7 separate regions of the Mus musculus genome follow, and regions 1, 2, 3, 4, 5 and 6 are each linked to region 7. A link is a contact called in public Hi-C, HiChIP or PLAC-seq and promoter capture Hi-C data. All regions are on one chromosome and are shown on one strand. The core of a region is the stretch at or near the end of the contact, and the rest is flanking DNA. Distances in the headings are between cores, read along the strand shown.

Evidence for each region. Promoter capture Hi-C pulls out the DNA fragments that hold promoters and counts their contacts. A called contact is a pair of places that touch in the nucleus more often than the background predicts. HiChIP or PLAC-seq counts read pairs in DNA pulled down with a chosen protein or histone mark.
Region 1: a promoter capture Hi-C map of liver shows a contact between it and region 7, with 5 times the contacts expected there. The contact joins the promoter of Edem3 here to the promoter of Tsen15 in region 7. A contact is called at or near these places in 19 of 39 promoter capture datasets (the 3T3-L1 cell line, 3T3-L1-derived adipocytes, the C10 cell line and 13 more), 3 of 484 Hi-C or Micro-C datasets (bone marrow-derived macrophages, cortical neurons and trophoblast stem cells), 11 of 115 datasets of contacts at active chromatin or transcription factors (the 230-238 cell line, astrocytes, craniofacial prominence and 8 more) and 3 of 9 other capture datasets (adipose tissue, liver and pancreatic islet).
Region 2: a contact with region 7 is called in an H3K4me3 HiChIP or PLAC-seq map of bone marrow-derived macrophages, with 7 times the contacts expected there. The contact joins the enhancer-like site here to the promoter of Tsen15 in region 7. A contact is called at or near these places in 24 of 39 promoter capture datasets (the 3T3-L1 cell line, 3T3-L1-derived adipocytes, the C10 cell line and 15 more), 77 of 484 Hi-C or Micro-C datasets (the 63-12 cell line, the AML12 cell line, B cells and 56 more), 16 of 115 datasets of contacts at active chromatin or transcription factors (the 230-238 cell line, the HPC-7 cell line, bone marrow-derived dendritic cells and 12 more) and 5 of 9 other capture datasets (adipose tissue, embryonic stem cells, liver and 2 more).
Region 3: a promoter capture Hi-C map of erythroid cells shows a contact between it and region 7, with 10 times the contacts expected there. The contact joins the promoter of Smg7 here to the promoter of Tsen15 in region 7. A contact is called at or near these places in 3 of 39 promoter capture datasets (the C10 cell line, erythroid cells and liver), 2 of 484 Hi-C or Micro-C datasets (embryonic stem cells and rod photoreceptor) and 2 of 115 datasets of contacts at active chromatin or transcription factors (large pre-B cells and pro-B cells).
Region 4: an H3K4me3 HiChIP or PLAC-seq map of embryonic stem cells shows a contact between it and region 7, with 7 times the contacts expected there. The contact joins the enhancer-like site here to the promoter of Tsen15 in region 7. A contact is called at or near these places in 8 of 39 promoter capture datasets (the C10 cell line, the HPC-7 cell line, cranial neural crest and 5 more), 3 of 484 Hi-C or Micro-C datasets (bone marrow-derived macrophages, cardiomyocytes and embryonic limb bud), 10 of 115 datasets of contacts at active chromatin or transcription factors (the SCID.adh cell line, bone marrow-derived macrophages, embryonic basal ganglia and 7 more) and 3 of 9 other capture datasets (adipose tissue, liver and macrophages).
Region 5: an H3K4me3 HiChIP or PLAC-seq map of bone marrow-derived macrophages shows a contact between it and region 7, with 4 times the contacts expected there. The contact joins the enhancer-like site here to the promoter of Tsen15 in region 7. A contact is called at or near these places in 13 of 39 promoter capture datasets (the 3T3-L1 cell line, the HPC-7 cell line, HPC-7-derived erythroid cells and 9 more), 4 of 484 Hi-C or Micro-C datasets (the 63-12 cell line, bone marrow-derived macrophages, cortical neurons and 1 more), 6 of 115 datasets of contacts at active chromatin or transcription factors (bone marrow-derived macrophages, embryonic basal ganglia, embryonic stem cells and 3 more) and 4 of 9 other capture datasets (adipose tissue, liver, macrophages and 1 more).
Region 6: a Hi-C map of B cells shows a contact between it and region 7, with 11 read pairs. The contact joins the enhancer-like site here to the promoter of Tsen15 in region 7. A contact is called at or near these places in 21 of 39 promoter capture datasets (the 3T3-L1 cell line, 3T3-L1-derived adipocytes, the C10 cell line and 15 more), 28 of 484 Hi-C or Micro-C datasets (the AML12 cell line, B cells, the C2C12 cell line and 21 more), 9 of 115 datasets of contacts at active chromatin or transcription factors (bone marrow-derived macrophages, embryonic basal ganglia, embryonic forebrain and 5 more) and 4 of 9 other capture datasets (adipose tissue, liver, macrophages and 1 more).

The regions. Positions count from the first base shown.
Region 1 is chr1:151,753,776-151,756,656 of GRCm38.p6, reverse strand. It overlaps Edem3 (ER degradation enhancer, mannosidase alpha-like 3), which reads right to left and starts at 1,283. Exons shown (of 20, transcript NM_001039644.2): 1 at 930-1,283. The coding sequence starts at 1,090. It overlaps 2810414N06Rik (RIKEN cDNA 2810414N06 gene), which reads left to right and starts at 1,639. Exons shown (of 2, transcript NR_151475.1): 1 at 1,639-1,814.
Region 2 is chr1:151,817,795-151,820,847 of GRCm38.p6, reverse strand. It overlaps Edem3 (ER degradation enhancer, mannosidase alpha-like 3), which reads right to left. Exons shown (of 20, transcript NM_001039644.2): 20 at 1-2,538. The coding sequence ends at 2,135. Among named protein-coding and RNA genes, the nearest start is that of Edem3, 64 kb to the right of the region's middle. Within about 2 kb of position 1,442, at least 21 of the 459 cell types and tissues checked have an H3K27ac peak or open chromatin away from gene starts, as enhancers often do. A contact at or near this core is called in Kupffer cells, bone marrow-derived macrophages and neutrophils, where this site is marked.
Region 3 is chr1:152,901,318-152,904,168 of GRCm38.p6, reverse strand. Smg7 (Smg-7 homolog, nonsense mediated mRNA decay factor (C. elegans)) reads left to right here and starts at 1,523. Exons shown (of 23, transcript NM_001160256.1): 1 at 1,523-1,660. The coding sequence starts at 1,632.
Region 4 is chr1:151,844,627-151,847,449 of GRCm38.p6, reverse strand. No RefSeq gene overlaps it. Among named protein-coding and RNA genes, the nearest start is that of Edem3, 91 kb to the right of the region's middle. Within about 2 kb of position 1,284, at least 13 of the 459 cell types and tissues checked have an H3K27ac peak or open chromatin away from gene starts, as enhancers often do.
Region 5 is chr1:151,777,395-151,780,245 of GRCm38.p6, reverse strand. Edem3 (ER degradation enhancer, mannosidase alpha-like 3) reads right to left here. Exons shown (of 20, transcript NM_001039644.2): 6 at 2,687-2,840. Among named protein-coding and RNA genes, the nearest start is that of Edem3, 23 kb to the right of the region's middle. Within about 2 kb of position 1,450, at least 12 of the 459 cell types and tissues checked have an H3K27ac peak or open chromatin away from gene starts, as enhancers often do. A contact at or near this core is called in bone marrow-derived macrophages and epiblast stem cells, where this site is marked.
Region 6 is chr1:151,801,497-151,804,357 of GRCm38.p6, reverse strand. Edem3 (ER degradation enhancer, mannosidase alpha-like 3) reads right to left here. Exons shown (of 20, transcript NM_001039644.2): 14 at 1-80. Among named protein-coding and RNA genes, the nearest start is that of Edem3, 48 kb to the right of the region's middle. Within about 2 kb of position 1,342, at least 11 of the 459 cell types and tissues checked have an H3K27ac peak or open chromatin away from gene starts, as enhancers often do. A contact at or near this core is called in B cells, where this site is marked.
Region 7 is chr1:152,385,193-152,388,227 of GRCm38.p6, reverse strand. It overlaps Tsen15 (tRNA splicing endonuclease subunit 15), which reads left to right and starts at 1,546. Exons shown (of 5, transcript NM_025677.3): 1 at 1,546-1,769. The coding sequence starts at 1,644.

The DNA.
Region 1 (2,881 bases), core at 34-2,533, 630 kb after region 7:
TTTATACACTTATCTCTAATTGTGTCTTTACTTCTGTAGGATAGATTCTCCAGAGAAAGAAATGAATCAAAGAGCAAGCACAATTTAAAATTCTGGAGTTGGTGTCAATAAGTCACGTGGTTTACATCCCCACCAGTTTTCTCACCTCTTCACTAATCAGCAGTGCATTCTAGTGTTCTGTGCTAACCTACCAGACAAGCAAAACCCACCCACTTCACTGTTTTAATAAGCATCTTTCGCAGTCAACTCGCCGTGCTACTGACAGGCACACATTTCCTCTCCTCTCACTTAACTTCACGGTTTTGCCAAAATCCAGAGATTCTCCACTTCGTTCTTAGTCACTTGTGCCACTTCGGATGTATTCGAATTACTGGATTAAATGCTATAAATAGTGTTTTGGAACACTTTTAAGCCTCATAAAACTACTCTAAGGGGGTACACTTAATCGAGGCCTCTGAATAGCATCAAATCGCCTGCTCTAGCTCACAAGTGCCATTTAGGAAAGAAAACACAGCAAGGGGGATAGTGAAGTCTGAAAAGTTCAAGTTCCGGTGAACGCCCCTTTTCCTTTAACAGGTGTAAGCACCGCAACATTTTCCCGCTGGGAGCTCACTTGGGTGAGACATCCAACCCTGCCTCCGCCACCCAGGCGGTAGCCCCTCCACCAGCCCCTGACATGGCAGAGGCGCTGACACAACACTACATATGTCACAGGCTGCCCAGGAGACACTCGACAGCCCCCGAGGTCACATCCCGGGGATCAGCTCCCATCGTCCTGGACCCCGTCCACCGCACCGAGGTCCTCCAGCCTCACCAGCTGTTACAGTCACCACAGAAAAAGTCCACAGTGCGCCGGGGGCGCAATGACAGGCACCTCCACTGCTGGCAGCCGCGCGAGGAAACCCACCCGGACAGCCACGCACCCTTACCCAAGCTTCTGCTTCTCTTCCCTACTCATGGGCGCGGCCCCTGCCGTGCACACGGACGTGGCCAACACCAGACAGAGCGCGGCCGTCGCTGCCACCAGGCTCCATGACGCTCGCTGGGGGACCCGGCACCCACAGCCCCGGCAGCCGCCGGCTTTGCTCATGGCCCCGCGGTTCCGCGCACGCGCAGCTGCTACACCGGCACGGTGGGCCACATTGCGGGCTGCCGGCGGCGAGGAGGCTGCGAGCCGTGTCGAGGGCGGACTGTGGAGTGAGGCTGGCGGCCGCCGGCGCCAAACTGTTTGCCGAAGTCACCGAGCCGGTCCCCCAGCGCCAGCGCTGCCACCACCCTCCGCCCTCCACGGCTCGGAGCACCGCCCCCAGCTTTCCGGTGTCGTAGTCTAGGAAACCGCCTCTCCAAGGCTACTTCCGGGTAGAGCCGAAGTGAGATAGCCTCGGGACCAATGGAGACAGCCTCGGAGAGGGGCTGGCCGCAGCTACAGGACCTAGCATTGGCCCAGAGAAGCGGGACGTGGACAAAAGGCGGGACTGGGCAGGGAGCTGTCCCTTCGATCCACCTCCGACCCCAGGAGTTGCCACCTAGGAACTACTAGTCCCAAGGTGCACCGCTTCCTCCAGCTTGACTACAGACCTACGCGCAGGCGCCTTGCTAGATTTCTGCCTAGTAGCGCCCTGCGTTCTGGGACTTGTAGTCCTATTCTGTAAAGGCCACGCAGGTTCCAGGCGTTCTGTGTTCCGCAAGACCTTTGGCCAACCCTACCTCGTCGGTGGGCTGCCCAGTCCTTGAGACTCGTGAGTGCTTTGCCATTCTCTTCCTGAAGATTTTTTTTTTTTCCTGAGAGCTGACAGAATGAGACTTGCCCCCAGGTCGGTACCGAATGCCTGGGTGAACAGTGAAAATATTCTTCTGCCCTCGAGAAAATGACAACAAAACAAAACAAAACAAAAACTAGGAAATGAACAACAGCTAAATGACTCGAACCTTTGACGACCATGTGAGAGTTTTACTTTCATTAGCGCATATACACAACTCTAATATGTATATATCGTCCTTCTACTTTTGCACACGTAGCTTGAACTTTTGCACAAAGGCTTGGAAGAAGTTAGCAAACACTAATCTAACTCCTGAATTACTCCTCTAATTCAGTACCCCAGCAACTAAGCAGGACACTCAAAATGAAGGAGGCCAAGCAAAGCTAAGAACGTGATTAATAATAGTTATCTTAAAAGCCCATGAAGGAAAGAAGTGTACAATGCAAAAGTGATTTTTTTTTTTTAATTTAGTGAAGACTAGATGTTGTAATGAGTTGCAATGGCTGATTGGCAGGCTAACTGTGGGTAAAATGACAGGTGGGTTTCTCTTGCAAAAGCACATGTCTTTCTTTTGTGCCACTTCAGCAGGTGGCGGCAGAGTTGAGGAGCTTGGATGTGACCTCTGTGGCCACAGTAAATTTCGTATTTGTCCGTTCAGCAATATCGAGCTATCTGAAACCTCTTGCTTTTAATGCCTCACCACTTAAGTCTTATCTCTCTGACCATCCGGGTTACAAAATAACCTTTCTTCCTTCTCTCCTCTTTCAAAAACGCAGGTGTTTCCTGAAGGTTCTGTTTCGACTCCTTTGCTTCTTTGTACTCTCCGGGTTTCGCTTTAGTGATTTCTGACACGGATTAAGTCACCTTGTTGCTCGGATTGATTTCTAGATTTATATCTGTCCTGATCATTGGCCTTACATTCAATTTCCTTTCTGTCTGGTCCAAGAGAAACTCAAGTGTAAAATTATTTAATGCTTCAGACCTGTTTACTCACCCTCTTCTTTCCTAGTGTCCAACCAGTGGGTAAATCACCCAGATCCTTATCGCTACTATCTTTCAGACCATTGCCTTTCTAGTCCACATTTTCCTAGTTCCAGCTCTCATTATCTCTTTGCTGAACA
Region 2 (3,053 bases), core at 193-2,692, 570 kb after region 7:
TCAAATACAAAAATGGATGGAGACTCAGTTAGAATGTTGTGTTCTGACGCTGAACGTATTCCTCTTTTCTTAAGTAGGGGGAACTGAGTATTATTCCTTCTAGTTAGTAAGTAAAATGTCTTAAATTTATTTCTTTAAAGGATTTGGTTTTCCTAAACAAATCAATAGGTGCCTTAATGAAGGGCAACAGCTCCTCCTAGTGGCCAAAGGAATGTAAGTGGCAGTCGCTGGCTTTTCCTAATGTGCCATGGGCTCCCCTTCATGCCCTTAAGTTCTCAAAGGAAAAAAATATGCGGCTTTGATAACTTAGCAGAGTTTGATTTAGTCAACAATGGCTTTGAGCTACAAATACAAAATCAATCCATAGAAGGCTTCTGTAATCAAAGTCGCCAAGGAACATCTGTTCCCTTCCTCCAAGCCCCAGTCCTAGAAATCAAGTCAAGTAATTAAGCGTCAGCTATTTTGGCAGCTTTGCAATGAAATAAAACGAAGCACATCTCCCCTTCTGTATACTCTATGTATTACGGTTCTATCTTCTCACACCAAACTTCCCATGCAGAGAGACTAAAATACCCATGTTTGCTGTCAGGTTTAACTACGAGTTAATGAAGGCCTTGCCATGCTACCCCGGCCCCAAGGAATTCTCTAAGATTCATCACTCACTGACCAATCATTTATTTGGACCTTTTGAAAACAGGTATTTATTCCCTTATAAAAGGGCACGCTTACCTGGGACCTAAGACATGAACTTACACAACTACAGCACAGCACTGCTGTCATTCATGGCTCCATAGATAACCTAAGTCATTCAGTACCTCAAAACCACGTTGTAGAGAAAAGTTACTGTGTAATGCCATGGTAAAAAGGAATGAAGTCCCTCAAATATTCCTTTAGAAGCAATTAAAACAAGTTCAAAAATAAATAAAATGAATAAAACCATGATTTCAATGTAGAAGTATCAATAAGCAAAACCAAAAATAATTAAATGTGACCAGCTCCAGACTGCCACACACACCCCCAAAAAATCTTTTTCTTTTACTTATATGGCTATATAGTTTTTACACAGGTCACCAGAGACTAATTTTCAAGTCCACATTAGAAGGAAGGAGTATTTGTTAAAACAAAACAAAACAAACCTAAACCCATGATTTAACAGAAAATGTGACAGACTCCAGCTTCAAAGGAGAAAGACAGTAGTCACCCCGGGACTACAGTCTACTACCATGGTTTCTCATGGCTCTATAAGATAGGGAGATGGAGCAGGGCTTGGAGACGAGCCTTCCATCTCAAACTGCATACTAAAATGGATGGAGTAAGGCTGATGGTTAGAGGAACCACCTTAAGAGAAATGAACTAGAAAAGACTTCCAATCTACCCCACCAGGACCTAATGCTGAGTTCCATCTAGAGTAGTCATAGCTTCCCCCAACGGGAAGTTGATATTGCAACATTACAGTTTCTCCTTCTCTATTTACCCCGAGCAGTAAGCAACAAATTTCCACACTATCTACCGGACCCTCTCCATGGCCCCGTAGTAGGTCTTTACGGAGACCTATGGGAAAAGTACACTGGGCTCAGCTTTGGTTAAATGCTAAGGTCATTGTTGGGAGAGGAAAAGAAATCAAGTCGTCCTGGCCATTTGTCACTGATTGAAGCATGTAACAGCGATGCGCAGAAACTGTCATTGCCGTAAATGCATCTGCTTCAGAACCCGTAGGTCACTTAGAGAGTTCCTGTGAAGGCAGCAAAGCCGAGATGCCACAATACTCGCTCAAATCTTCCCCAAGCCCAAGGCAGTGAAGCTTTCTTCAATCAGAAAGCGACACTGACTCTGTTCCCAGGTTCCATTAGCTGAATTTGCTTCTTGTCTACCCAGGAGTGGGCAGTCATCTTTCCCTGGCCAGGGATACCGCCATCTGAGGGCTTGTGAGTCTCCACTTTGGATGGGGCAGTTTCAGTGGTCAGCTCTAACACAGCGTGCTCCAGGTTCCTATGGTGGCTACTTACCCCAGTCAGAACGCGCTTGAGCAATGCTCAGAGCCTCCCAGGAGAGCCTGCTTGGTACAGGGTGGGTGTCACAAACCACAGTTTACCTCTTCCTTTTAAATATCTACCACCAGAGTCTTTCCAGAGAGTCATAGTTCATCCTTCTCCATCATTTCAAATGCTTCTATGTCTTCATTCCAGTCTGCTAATATGGAGTCTATAGGCTGGGCCTTTGTACCCCAGCTGACATTAGGACTGGAATCTTCCTCAGTTTCTGATTGTTCTTGAACTTGGTTATCTAAGTCTGTACATTCACCATCAAGGCTTGTAGTCTCGTGGTTTTCGGTGGACCCAGATATCTGTTCAGAGGGGGCAAAGCCAGCAGCCTCTTCACTGTCCGATGGAGACGCCTCTGAGTGAGAATCTGCAGGGTGTTCAGGGCTCTCCTTATCAGCCAAGTCGACTGTCTGAGAAAGCGAGAGCATCTGCTCTGCGCTCTGATTCTGAGAATCATTTTCAGAAGATGGCTGGTCTTCATTTTCCATTTCGGGATCTGCACAGGAAAGAAGCAAACACATCACTCTCCCTCTTAAAAACTGCACCACATTTACAAAGTCACCTGGTTTCTGCAGTAAAATAAATAAAGCAGCCAATCAATGACAGCTGTGAGTGTGCTGGCAGTGAAAACCAGTGTCCCTCCCAATGGAAAGGAGTAATAATAACTAACAGCATAGCCCTGACTTGGATGAGGATTAATAAGTAACAAAAGCACCAAACAAACATGTTAAAATGCATATAAAATTTCACCATCATGACTAGAGACGACTCAGTAGCTAAGAGTGCTTGTTGGACAATGCCATGTAACAAGCTGGTGTCTCACAGATACCTGTAACTCCAATTCCAAAGGATCCTATGGCCTCCATGTTTCTGTATAAGCACACACACACACACACACACACACACACACACACACACACACACACACCCCTACACATACAATCAGGTATACATATACAATTTATTAACACCTAAGTTCAAGAAAGCTTGTACACAAAAACATCCTAAATG
Region 3 (2,851 bases), core at 274-2,773, 520 kb before region 7:
GCAGATAAATCTAGATACTTTTTTTTTATGGCAAGTTCTAAAACACTGCAGATGTTTTTGAGGAGGGGGTCTTTGGAGATCAACCTTCGATGACGGAGCGTCTTTTCTCTCTGAGGGTACCTCTGGAAAGAACGTCATCAGCCTTTCTGATCGCTCTCCATTCTAAATGCCTAAGAACTGCGTGTTAGCCTCCTAGGCTGGGTTCGAGCTCTCACTAAGTCGCCTACGGGAGGTCTCGCCGGTGATATCGAGTAGGAATTAGGCAAGGGTCGACCGGCTACAAAAAGTCGAACATTCGCGATCGCCGGAGCCGCATCTCGGTTGTCATGTGCCCGTCTCTTCCCTTAGGGACCCGCTTCTGGCGGGATCCCGCTGCCCAGCCTCAAACAGTGGTGGGGAAGCCCCTTCCCTTTCCTCTGACTTCGCAGCATCGCCCTCGCTTTCTCGTTCCCACCCACTCGCCGCCGGCCTTCATAACCTGCCTTTTCTTCTCGGGCCCGGCCCTCTCCCTACCCGGCTCAGATAGGCAACGATGGAGGTGGTTTCCACCCTTGGGGGACTGGCAATGCCTAAAATGAATGCTTCGGGGTCTCCCCCAATTTTTGCTGGGAGAGTAAGGGAGGAAGAAATGGACTTTCCTACTCGGATAACCATTTCGACTTCTGGCTTTTAAAAAGGCAGGGAATCCAAGTGGGGAATCCTGGGCAGTTTCCAGGGAACCCGTTTCTCTACGGGAGGGTCACCCTGTCTACACACGGCAGTTACTATGACAATACAACCACAGCCTCCAGTTTCCATGGCAGCGGCCTGCCCAATCGGATTGGTTTTCCTTTCTATTTCTCCCTGGGCTCCGCCCTATTCCCCCCCCCCCCCCCAACCTTCTCCCAGAGTGCCCGGGGAGGGGCGGCTGAAACGGGGGAGGCCTCTGCGTCACTCTCCGGCGCGCGAGGGGACGACCGGAGTCGAGGAATTGGCGGGCGGAACTGTAGGAGGAAGGGGTGGCGTTTCCGGCGGGGAAAGTGGAGGAGTGGGAAAAAAAAAAAAAAGAAAGAAGGAAGGAAGTGAGAAGTGGGCGGGTGGCCGGGCGGAAGGCTTTGAGTGTGACTCCGGGCTGCTCTGGGCTCGATGTCCGCGGTGAGCCGGGGGCCGCCCCCGCGCCCGGGAGGAACAGGACGGAGCCTTAGGAGGCCGCCGGGCACCAGCACCGGATCGTTCGGCCGGCGCGCGGGCACCGCACCGCTCGCCGATCCCAAGAGGGAGCGCTACAGAGCGGCGGAAAGCACCCAGAGGGACCGGCGCTGCTGAAGTCTCGCGAGAGCGAACCCGACTTCCTTCCTCTGCTTCTCCCCTCCTCTTTCCCCGCCCCTTTCCCCTTCTTTTTCCCCCCCCCCTCCGGAGCCGGAGCGTCCCTGCGCCCCACAGGCCAGAGCCGCAGCCGCTGCCGGAGCCGCTCCCCCCAACTCCCTCCCCCTCGCCTCACTCACTCTCCCCCCCCCCCACCCCGCGCCAAGCGAGGAGGAGTCGGAGGAGAGGAAGATGGCGGCGACCGCCAGCACCCGCGGGGCCGCGGGGCCGCTCCGAGGAGCCTGAGAGACCCACGGAGGCTTCGCGGCGAGACGCGGCGGCGGAGGATGAGCCTGCAGAGCGCGCAGTATCTCCGGTGAGCGCCGGAGCTTGGCCGAGGCGTGGTGGCGACGGGGGAAGGGGAGGCTCTCGGGGGGCCGAGGACCGGCGGACTCGGAAGCGGTGGGGGAGTCGCGGCGTCCTTCTGTCCCCAGGGCGGGGAGGCCGAGCGCGGGGCCGAGCGGGCGGCTGCGGGAGGGGGCGGGCACACACATGGCTGCCTGGCCCCCGGGAAGCCGGGCGAGCCGCGCTCCGGGGGAAGCCGGGCGAGGAGCGGAGGGAGGTTGGGGAAGCGGGAGACGAGAACGTGTGTGTGAGTGTGTGTGTGTGCGTGTGCGCGCGCGCGCGCGCGCCTCTGGTCGCAGGCTGCGGGGCCGGGGTAGGGGAGAGGAGAGCCGGCAGCGACCCAGAGTCGAGGTGGGTGTGAAGGGGTCTGGAGCCCACGGCCCGGGAAACGTGGTGTGCTGGCCGGGGCGATGCAGGAGAGAGGAGGATGGAAGTCGGCACACCTGGGGGTTGGGAGGGCGCATTCTGGAGGGCAAATGAGAGGAAGGGGAGCCCGCAGGAAACGCGAGCTTGTTCTTTAGTCGCGGGCTGGAAGGAGGAGAAATAATGCCTTCTGTCCAGAGTTAGAGGGGTCGGAGAGCCCGGAAAGGGGGAAAAAGGATGGGGAGACGAGGGAAGAGGGAGGTGCTACGAACAAGGTGATGTTCTCGAAAGAAACTGTAGTTGGAAGATACCATTCTGAGAGTCGTGTGCATTCATTAGGTGCGATGTAAGGAACTTGTATGAAGGAGATAGAGTGACCCATGGGTACTGGGGGTGCGTGCGTGTGTATGTGTATGTGTGTGTGTGTGTGTGTGTGTGTGTGTGTGAGTGTCTGGGGTAAGGGAGGGGAAGCAGGGATTGATGCACACTTAAAGAAGACTCACATGCATTAACACCGACGTCGAGAACATTTTGAATGGAAAGACAGCAGCTGGTGTGCAGTCAGAATAGTTTGACGGATTTTGAGTGAGAGCTTGGAGGAAACTAGAGGGGAAAATACAGCCTTCACAATGGGAAATAAGGTTGCTAGTGCCTGAGGCTAATGGAGGAGTTGCTAAGACTGGGAACTTACAAACTGGCCTTTTTGTCTTTCAGGAACAGTGTTTTTCTTTTAAATAGCAGGTCTTATTTGGGAAGATACTTTTAAAAAGTGAGTTGAAACCTTGAGGAGAAGAGAATT
Region 4 (2,823 bases), core at 35-2,534, 540 kb after region 7:
GGACATTTTTTTCCCAGTTTCTTTTTGACAATTATCTTTATTTTTTTATAGGTAACACTGATATTACCCATAAAATGTGTATTACTGTTATAATAAGAAAACAGTATATTCTTTTCATTTAGAAAGTATAAAGATAAAAACAAAACCCATACCCATTCAGATTCAACTATTGTTTTAATATATGTTTCTGGAAAATATTTAATTTAAAATAAATAGCAACTGTAGCATGGACTCTGAACACCCACCCACACACACACACACACACACACACACACACACACACATACCTTAGTCCTGAGTCAGGTCTACCCAAAGCCCCTGGGTGCCAAAGGCAGGGATGGAAACCACCCCATGCTTTTCTATGCACTGTTCATGTGTTCATTACCTCTAGTTCTCTCAAAAGTCCTTTCAGCAGCACGTGACTGGCCCAGTTTTAGAGCACCAAGAAACATGTAAGGACCAGTGCTGTCGCCACACTAAGCATTTTGTTTGTTTGTTTGTTTTCATTTTTATCTAATGACTAAAACCTGAGCTTTCCTTAAAACTAAGCTGTGGGCCAAGGGGTGTGTCCAGAAGCAAGGAGTTGAACTAACTGTCCATTTCTTGCCAGATGGAGATGAATATTTTTACCTCATTTTTTCTTAAAGGGCTGCTGTGAGCATTGCATGGCACAGTAAGGGGAAAACCTTCACACAATGCCAGGGAACAAGTTAATGACACTTGGAGCAGAGCTGAGACGTGGACATGAATCTATATGGATTCTAAAATCCATGTGCTGCACCCAAATCTCCACTATGTCAGGATGCATGCTCGCTCCCTCTGCCCTCTGCCCTCAGGGCACCTGCGCCCCCAGCAGGCAGATTCAGGCATTCCCAGGGCGGCAGCTGTGGTCCCCCGCTGGGCGCTGGAGAGATCAGGTCCTTCTGTTTGGCAGGTAACTGGAGCCTCAACCCTGTTCCTTAATTCCAGAGACTGCAGGAATAACAAAATACATGGTTTCAGCTGCAAGCCGTCCTGGGGATTTCTTGATGCTGCATACGGCAGGTAGATGGCTTCCCTTAGCATCCGAAAGATGCCATTAAACGGGCTGGGGACAATCGGTAGAAGATCCTTTGGAGCTTCCGTGTGCTTTCTCATGCCTGGGTCCATGGGCTGGAGCACAGCTAGCCCCTGAAGGTGTGGGTGGTAGAGCCCGTGCTGTTCTCTCCCTTTGGGCGGAACCTTATCCTGCAGTGGGGCTGGGAGGGTCACGCTGTGCCTTTAGAGCATGCAGATCTTCCTCCACATTGCAGCTGGGGCACCAGGCCGCCCACAGGAGACAGGTGGCCCAGCTCTGTGCTAAGCCTCTCTAGGCTCAGGGAGAGCTGTGGTTTCTCTCCCCCACTGTGTACCCTATTTAGTATACTCATGCTCTAAGTGACAGTCACCCAGAGTCCCCGAAGCGTAATTGTCAAGGATGAAAATTTATGGAGAGAGGAAAAAAAACGGGACTCCTGTTCCATCTCCTAGCCTCACTCACCCACAGTTATAACCTTCCTACCACACTTCTCGTGGAAGGATTCTTTCCCCACACAGCAAGGTGAATAAAAATCTCTGCCATATGAGGTACGTTGTGAGGTGGATAGAAATGAAACGTCTGATCTATGTAGTTTGCATTTACAGCTGGCTTCTAATGGGATGAAGAAAAATGGAGCCGTTTAATGGCGGTATTTTATGTCTAAGGGTAACTGAAATGCCAGAAGGGAAGACGGTGAGGAGACAAGACTGGTAGATGATGAACATGCCTCGGGGCCCTCCCGAGGTGTCAGGCACTGGGTTAGGTGTCTTCTGTGTGTTCGTTCTCTTGTTTTATATAAGAGACTACTCAGCTCAAAGGCAGGCAGCTCGCAGGCACATTAAAGAAAAAGAAACGTTCAGGACTGGAACGCCTGCTGTGTCAAGACACCTAATTAGAAAACAGTATCACATGAATTAGTAAGGAGGCCTCCTGTTGCACGGAAGAGTGAAAATAAACGTGTCACCAAAGGAATCACGGAGCCAAGCATGTTATCAAGATGATGCAGCGGGCAGAAGTCTGTGGGGAACTGGGCATGCGCTACACCTGCGTATAATGCTGAACAATAAGCCTTCCGGACACACTTGCTAGATCAATAAGGGAATCCATTACCATCAGAGACCTCCATTCTCTTGAACCTAATTGTCCCGAGGCAACCCCAAAGCAGCAAAAGAAAGCACTTTGACAACAACAAAATTTAACAGCTTTTATTTATTTTCTTTAACTAAATAACTAAGTTATTTAATTAGTAAGAACTGACAACTTTAATCAACAACAAAAGATAGAGATTCTTGGAAGGGAAGAAAGTTCTTCGGTGCAGGGAGACAAGATCTAATCACCTATGTAGCCCAGGCTAGTCTGGAATTTAACAGCCCTCCTGCCTCAGCTTCTCAAATGCTGGGATTACAGCCCTGTGTTACCATGGCCAGCAAGTGAGAATTCTTACATAATCTCTTACATAGCAGTTTCTTTGAGTTTGTTGAGGCAGTTCACAAATGAGAATTGCAGATTATCATGAAGTCCCATCGAAGGGGACTTAGAAATCCATTGCCATCTAGCTGGAAATGTCCCTTGTTTGCTCTTCCACTCAACCACAAGCGTTGAGAACCATATCAGAATGGGTGAGAGGAGTGGAGATGTGGAATTACAATGAAGAAATGATGTCCAATTTAGGAGACAATGTCTATTAGGGAACGATCCTGTGGTAAGGACTAACCTTGATGGTAGGAGCTATAGCCCAGGTTAGACCATGTTTGTCTATATGCCGC
Region 5 (2,851 bases), core at 201-2,700, 610 kb after region 7:
CTCCCACCCGTGCTCATAGTGGCAACCCTAGTTAAACCCAGTGGGAGACACAAACACACACACACACACACACACACACACACACACACACACAAAAAATACAGCTGCAGAGATGGAACACTCGCTGTGTTTCCAGAAGACCCAGGTTCATTTCCCAGCACCTACATGGTGGCTCTCAGCTGCCTGAAATTCCAGTTGCAAGAGATCCAACTTCTGGGTCTGTGAACACCAGGCAGGCATGTAGTACACATACATACATGCAGGCAAAATAACCACACACATAATTTTTTAAGTTAAAAAAATGAAAATAAAACAAAAATTAAAAATACTGAAAGTAAATTCAATATATACATACTGCTTTAAATAGTTTACATGTAACTTTAATAAACTAAGAGATAATGACCAGTTAACAATGCAAATATACTAGCAAACAAAGAAATTCTCATTTAAAATGACTGTAATGTCCTACTCACCATATTGAGAAAAGAATGATAGTATACAGTGTTGGTATCACACAGTAACTCTATGATATTAAGGGAGTTTAAAAGTGTCTTTTTGTAGCAATTTGGTAATAAGTACTCACAGTCTTAAAAAGGCATTCCATATTTCTTTCTTCTAATAATTCATCCAAAAGAAAAATAATCAGAAATATGTAAGATTGTTGACAGGAAATCTATTTAAAATACTAAGACTGGGGCCAGGGAGCTAGCTAGTGAGTAAGGTGCTATCACAGAGCACAAGGACCTTATCTGAGGGTGCATGCTTCTGTGACCTCTCTCCTAGTGGGACCCAAAGAGGAAGACTCCAGAAGCTCATTATAGCCAACACAGATAAACTAACAAGCTCCAGGATCAGAGACCCCGTCCCAAAAAAAAGCCAACGTATACCTCAAATCTCTACATCCATACCCACCCCCAACACACACAAACTCACATGCACATACTCATACTAACAAGTACATACACTATGCATATACAGAAGAAAAAAAGGAAAGAATACTCAAACTGGAAACTAACTAATATGGGGTTTAATTCTAGTCTTTCATTAAATAAAAATGCCAGTCATGATATACTAAATTGGTGGGGAGATCAATGGCTATGACCTCTGGTCTGAAAATACAGATTTGACCTATCTGTATCATGTTGCTGAACACCTATTAAGTCAACAATGACTTTATAAATACAGAAAATGAGCCTTGCTTGACTTAAATTGTCAGAGAAGTTATACTAGACAGTAGGGATGGAAGGCCTAAAACACACAATAAAAAATAATTAAAAAAAAAAATCCCTAGGGGTTTGTGAGAGCACAACACATTGCTTTGGGTGGAAAGGTAGTTTCCCTAGGGTATAGGAGTATGGGGATTTGAATATGAATGACCCCTTAGGCTCCTGTTTGAATGCTTGGTCCCCAGCTGGGGAAGTATCTGTGAAGGATTAAGAGGTGTGGCCTTGTTGGAGGAGGTGTGCCACAGGGCTGAGCTCTGAAGAGTTGGCAGCCTCCCACCATCCCTCTGTGCTCTCCCTGTGGCTCCGCTGTCAGTGTGGGATGTGCACTCTCAGCTGTTCTGGCTGCCATGCTATCTTTCAGCCATAATGGACTCTAACCCTTTGAAACCATAAGCCACAGCCTCTCCCTTTCATGTTACCTTGGCCATAGTGTTTTGTCACAGCAATAGACTAAGGACCATGAGAGAGCATTAGAAAGTCTACTGGCAAGCTATGAAGATTTCTGAATGTTAAGACACATTCAATGGAACAGGAAGAATGTTAAAGTTTCGAAAGCAATTCAATAAAAAATGTTCCAGTCATACTAGTTTCCCAAGTGTTCTGACTAGTAAGCCTGAGAAAAGAATAACCACATTAAGATACAGTAGTGTATGGATGAAATGAAGCTGGCTTTGTTTTTGGTGTGAGCCTAGCCTTTAAAGGCTGAGCCATCACTCCAGCGCTTACACTGGCTTTGATGGCACAGCAGCAGGATGAAGGGAAGTGACAGACTTCATGTCTGACTTGGACAAATGGGAGACAGTGTTAATAAAAAATGTAGAGAGTTCACTCCATCCTTGGTGGCTTCCTTCCCCACTGCTTTAAATAGAAACTATTCTTGGAGGACAAACTAACAGCAAAGCTCCCTCAACAACTCTACTGCCAGGTCTCAGGGCTCTCTCTAAGAGCAGCAAAGAAGGAACCGCAGAGTGAGTGAGCTACACTGCAGCCTCCTTCCCCATTAGTTTGCTCCAGAATAGATCACACCAGACAACCCCTCCTCCTGGATCTTCTTTCTTATGGTTTGTTACACTGCCCACTGTGGGATGCTTGCTCCTGAATCTCCAAATGCTTTCCTCTTCCCAAGCCCCACTTTCTGATCATCTTCTCCTCGGAGAGTAACACCTTCCTACTCTCATAGCTCCCACTACTATCTAAGTACCAACAACTCTGGCCCACACTGCATCCTGGCATCTGTCTCCTCCTTCTGCAGCACCATCTAGTCTGACACACTGAGGAAAGCTTACACTCATTTTCACATTGCTCAAATGTTAGCTGAAATATCACTATAAATTTGCTGTCAGCTCTGATGCATCTTCTTTGAGGCTTACGCCAGTGAGGAACACCTCTGACCACCAGAACTCACTCTGTAAATAGCAAAGGAAGCGTCAACAAAGTTGTGCTTGTTTGCAGGGACTCACCCTGGGGTACGGAAGGCCGCTGGTGGTGTTGAAAGCTGGCAGGAGCTTGTAACCCAGCTGCTTTGCCATGTGGAGGAGCTCGTCATTGTACCACTGCATGTGCTCGCCTTTCTCCTTCAGCATGATGGCCAGCGAGTGTCCGCCCAAAAGACCCCTAGGGACACA
Region 6 (2,861 bases), core at 93-2,592, 580 kb after region 7:
TGTCAAAAATGATGTCCTCTTTATCAGCAAATAACAGGTACAGGTATTTAAACATTTCAGCCAAGAAGAATGAATCCATTCTAAATTGAAGTCGCAAATAAATATTTAAAAATCCAAGTATCAGTGATAGATAGTCAATATAACACAAAGTGTTTCAATCCTCCACTGCCGAAGTAACTTGAACCACGATGGCATAAAAGATCAGAGGAGCTGCCTACCACTACTGTTAATTTTATCAAAAATTCACAAAAAGAAACCTGTAAAATATCCCACACAAACACAAAATTCACACCACTCTATTTCTTTGGTTTTTTTTTTTGAGACAGGGAGCTTTGGCTGTCCTGGAACTGGAACTCTCTCTGTAGATCAGGCTGTCCTTGAACTCACAGAGAGCCACTTTCCTCTGCCTCCTTAGTGCTGGGATTAAGCCTAAGCCACAACTGCCTGTCTTGGGTTTTTTTTTTTAATTAATTTATTTATGTTTTGTTTTGTTTAAGTGTAGGTGTGCTATGTCTGCATGCACCCCTATATACCAGAAGAGGGCATAAGATCCCTTTATAGAAAGTCATGTGGTTGCTGGGAATTGAACTCAGGACCTCTGGAAGAACAGCCTGTATTCTTGACCGCTGAGACATCTCACCAGCCCCAACACTACTCATTCAACAGGTTTTCTACTATGGAGTAAGTAAACTTCCAGATGAAGGTACTAATGAGACCCATACAAGAATCTTATAAGTCAGGTTAACACATGAACAAGGCACGTCACTTTTGTGGTATTTGTTATGCAGGCATTTAAGTAATGAAAAGACTTTAAAGGCATCACTTATAAAAGGTTCCATAAAGTAAACGCAAAGACCCAGGACTGTAGGCACAGCTTTGTACAATACTTATGTCCCAGAGCAGTAAGCTTTTATCTATTTGTTTACTTTATAGTTGAGGAGAGTAAGAGGGACAGATGGATATGCCTTCACAAATAGTTTAATGTTACAACATTTTAAAGAGAAATTTAAACAAATTTCATGTCAGGAAAAGAGTATATAGGGAGTAGCTGGTATTGCTCCCACAGCAAGGCACCAAGGCTTTGACAGTAACACATGCCTGTGGTGTATTTAACAGGTTGCATCCGATCATACTTCTCCCCAAGCTCAGCTTGTGGCTCATAGAGGCCCTCAGTGATGCTTACTAAATTGAATGCAAATTGAAAGGGCATTGCTAAGGATGATGGAAGTGGTGAAGAACTGGGCTTTAAAGATGAATCTCTTCTGCTAAGGAGGTCACCAGCCATTGGGACATTACCTAAACACTGTGACTGCTGTTTCCTATTCTGCAAAAGGAACAAAACAGCCGACTTACGTGTCAGAGTGAAACCACAGCTCTACTCGTTCCTGTATCTGAACAGCTGTGTGGTGTGTATGGGGACTCAGAGGCTGACAGCTGTGTGGTGTGTATGGGGAGTCAGAGGCTGACATGTATCTGACAGCTGTGTGGTGTATATGGGGAGTCAGAGGCTGACATGTATCTGACAGCTGTGTGGTGTGTATGGGGAGTCAGAGGCTGACATGTATCTGAACAGCTGTGTGGTGTGTATGGGGAGTCAGAGGCTGACATGTATCTGACAGCTGTGTGGTGAGTATGGGGAGTCAGAGGCTGACAGCTGTGTGGTGAGTATGGGGACTCAGAGGCTGACAGCTGTGTGGTGTATATGGGGAGTCAGAGGCTGACATGTATCTGACAGCTGTGTGGTGTATATGGGGAGTCAGAGGCTGACAGCTGTGTGGTGTGTATGGGGAGTCAGAGGCTGACATGTATCTGACAGCTGTGTGGTGTATATGGGGAGTCAGAGGCTGACAGCTGTGTGGTGTGTATGGGGAGTCAGAGGCTGACAGCTGTGTGGTGTATATGGGGAGTCAGAGGCTGACAGCTGTGTGGTGTGTATGGGGAGTCAGAGGCTGACAGCTGTGTGGTGTGTATGGGGAGTCAGAGGCTGACAGCTGTGTGGTGTGTATGGGGAGTCAGAGGCTGACATGTATCTGACAGCTGTGTGGTGAGTATGGGGACTCAGAGGCTGACATGTATCTGACAGCTGTGTGGTGTATATGGGGAGTCAGAGGCTGACATGTATCTGACAGCTGTGTGGTGTATATGGGGAGTCAGAGGCTGACATGTATCTGACAGCTGTGTGGTGTGTATGGGGAGTCAGAGGCTGACAGCTGTGTGGTGAGTATGGGGACTCAGAGGCTGACATGTATCTGACAGCTGTGTGGTGTATATGGGGAGTCAGAGGCTGACATGTATCTGACAGCTGTGTGGTGTGTATGGGGAGTCAGAGGCTGACATGTATCTGACAGCTGTGTGGTGTATATGGGGAGTCAGAGGCTGACAGCTGTGTGGTGTGTATGGGGAGTCAGAGGCTGACATGTATCTGACAGCTGTGTGGTGTATATGGGGAGTCAGAGGCTGACAGCTGTGTGGTGTGTATGGGGAGTCAGAGGCTGACAGCTGTGTGGTGTATATGGGGAGTCAGAGGCTGACAGCTGTGAGGTGTGTATGGGGAGTCAGAGGCTGACAGCTGTGTGGTGTGTATGGGGAGTCAGAGGCTGACAGCTGTGTGGTGTTAATGGGGAGTCAGAGGCTGACATGTATCTGACAGCTGTGTGGTGAGTATGGGGAGTCAGAGGCTGACAGCTGTGTGGTGAGTATGGGGACTCAGAGGCTGACAGCTGTGTGGTGAGTATGGGGACTCAGAGGCTGACATGTATCTGACAGCTGTGTGGTGTATATGGGGAGTCAGAGGCTGACATGTATCTGACAGCTGTGTGGTGTGTATGGGGAGTCAGAGGCTGACATGTATCTGACAGCTG
Region 7 (3,035 bases), core at 297-2,796:
TAGTAGTATTTGCTTTTGGGAGAATGTGTCAACAGCTGTTTTATGGAGGCAAAAATAATGATTTCATATGAATCTTTGTAGGTGGAGTTTGCTCGTAGTTAGTTTTCTGATATATTTAAGGTTTTCTCTTTTTCTTTTCTTCAACAATGGGAACTCATGTCTCGTTTAATTGGTACTTTTTTTATCATTTTGTAATGGCAAATTTATTTCATTGAAATTGTGAAAAAAATTGGCCATCATTTCTTCAGTGTTTTCTACCTCCTTCTCCTATTAGTTCACTAACATGGGGCAACTCCTTAAGGCGTTGTTCATTCTCTGCGTGTTCGTTTACTGTGACAGGTTTTGATCTATAGTCCAGGCTGATCTAGAACTCACTCTGTAGACTCAGCTGGGCTCAACATCACAATCCTCCCATTTCAGCCTCCTGAATACTGAGATCATGATCATTCACCACTAAGCCTGGCACTTTGCCCCCTGCCACCCTCACACTTATGAAAATAACATCTCACTCTTTGTTCATCTGTAGTGATTTCTCTTGATCTATCTGCAACTTCACCTGCTCTTCCCCCCAAATTCCATTTTGGTTGTCAAAAATCACCCACTGGAAATCTTTATTTCCAAAACTGTAATCTTGAACTACAGAATACCTATTTGGATTTTAAAAAAAATTTTCATTTTTGAGATTTGACCCTTGAGATTTCCATCCATTAAAAATATGGTTTGTTGTATTTCATTGCTGATGGATGTAATGGTCTCATCAAAGTTTTGTTTCAACACAAGATTCTTTTTTTTTTTTTTTTTTTTTTTTTTTTGGTTTTTCGAGACAGGATTTCTCTGTGAAGCCCTGGCTGTTCTGGAACTCTCTCTGTAGACCAGGCTGGCCTCGAATTCAGAAATCCACCTGCCTCTGCCTCCCAAGTGCTGGGATTAAAGGCGTGGGCCACCACTGCCTGGTTCAACACAAGATTCTTAATCTACTGCGTTTTGAATCACAAGTTTTCTTTTGCCTGGTACTTTTTTAATTTTGGAAGCCTTTTTGGTCTTGGTTAATATAGTGGCTTTGTAACCACTCCTCTTAATACCAGGAACCTCCACTGGCTCCTTTCTTACTCAGGGTAAATCCAAACCCACTTGCCATGTCCTACCCATCAGTCTGAAGGGTCACATCTTTGGCTTTTTAAGTCATTTGTTTACGTTAGTTCTCAGTACCCGTTCAACACTTCATGTTTTTTTCTAATCTTGAAAGATGGACTTGCTTTACAACTGTGTTTTAATTTTAAACTTCGACAGCAGGGCATTGAATGGGGTCTTTTTCTGCTCCCAGGAATTGAAGGCAAAGACGGGTTAAGAATCCTTCATTTCTCAAGCTAGAGAGCACGGGTTTATGAAGGGCTGAAGAATTCTGAATTCAGGTTATTAGTTAACTTTCTCTACCCTACAACCTGCCCAGACTGGAGGTGGTGAAGAGGGAAGGTGGAGGGGGCGGAGCTCATCCGCGCTGGTGCCGGTCCCTAGTCAGAGGGCGTGGCCCGGCCAACTCTCCGCCCAGTGTGCGCGGCGGGAAGCGGAACTCCCGCGCGCTGGACCGTCTGCTTCTGGCCGAGCGGGGTTTGCGGTGCACCACGGCTTTCTGCGCGGGCGGCATGGAGGAGCGCAGCGATTCCAAACCTACCCCGGGATGTAGCGGGCCTGGCCCGGCTCCCGTTCGCGATGGCGGCGGCGCCCACACATGGGCTCCGGAGGACGCCTGGATGGGCACACACCCTAAGGTCAGGAGGCGCGAGGCCAGCAGGGCGCCGACCCGGCCCTCGGCACCGCGCTCCCTCTCCGGCCCGCGTCTCGGCGGAGGACGCACGCCAGCCTCGCGGCGTGGGGTAGGGGGGGACCCCCGAGTGCAAGGCCACTGGTCGCCCGCAGTGTCATTTTTGTTTGTTTATATGAGTTATATAGTATAGATTAACACCATTCCTGTCATGCTGCCAAGGCCACTCTTAACCCAGAGGCCGCTGATGAGCCCTCCATTAATACCTGTTTTCCTAACTATGTAGTCCTTTCTGAGATGGGCTGAGTCCACAGCTAACCGATCAGAAACAGTTTGTGGACTACGGCTGAGATCTAGGAGTCCGCAAATAATGTATTTAGGCACAGTCGTATTACACTTAGCCTTAGGCCCAAAGTGTGCATCTTGATTCTGTATGGGGACAGAATCCTAATTTTTCTTCTTTCTTGGAAAGCTTGAGTAAGTTCTTGTACAGGCCAGAGAACTATTGACATTGTATTTTCTGTGTTGGCCTCAAGGAAAATAAGGATAACCTTCTGCTTGCTTCTGCTTGGGAAATTGATAACTTTGTATCCGTTAAGCCACAAGCAGTCTGCTGATAATGAATGAAGGCTGTACAGAGACCTCCAGGACTGGTTCATTAATAAAATGGCAACTCCCCCCTTTGAGAGTTATTGAGTCGGATAAGTGTGTTAAAACAATCAAGGAAAGCGAATATTTGTAAATACAAATCTTAAAAAAGGAACCTTTCAGCACTTCATGAAGCTTGGTGGGTTTTTTTATTTTTTGTTTTTGTTTGTTTGTTTTGGTTTTGGTTTTTCGAGACAGGGTTTCTCTGTATAGCCCTGGCTGTCCTGGAACTCACCTTGTAGACCAGGGTGGTCTAGAACTCAGAAATCCGCCTGCCTCTGCCTCCCGAGTGCTGGGATTAAAGGTGTGAGCCATCACGCCCATCTATGCTTGGTGTTTTCTTTGATTTCCCATCATCGACTCCATAAACAATAGCGTGGGAATGTCACTAGTTACCATAACGACAGGGGAGGATGTAGAGAGAAACAGAGAAGACATCAACAGTGACTAGGAACATGGAGGCCAGTTCAGACTTCCCAAGTTTGAATCTTATTTCTGTTTCAAAGTTGGTAAACTTTGACTTGTTTGACTTCATCGCAGTTCTGTTTCAATTTTTTGACGTGTCTCGGTATATTTACCTCTCTTCATTAAAAAATAGGGATAATGGTAGTACTTAACCTCATAG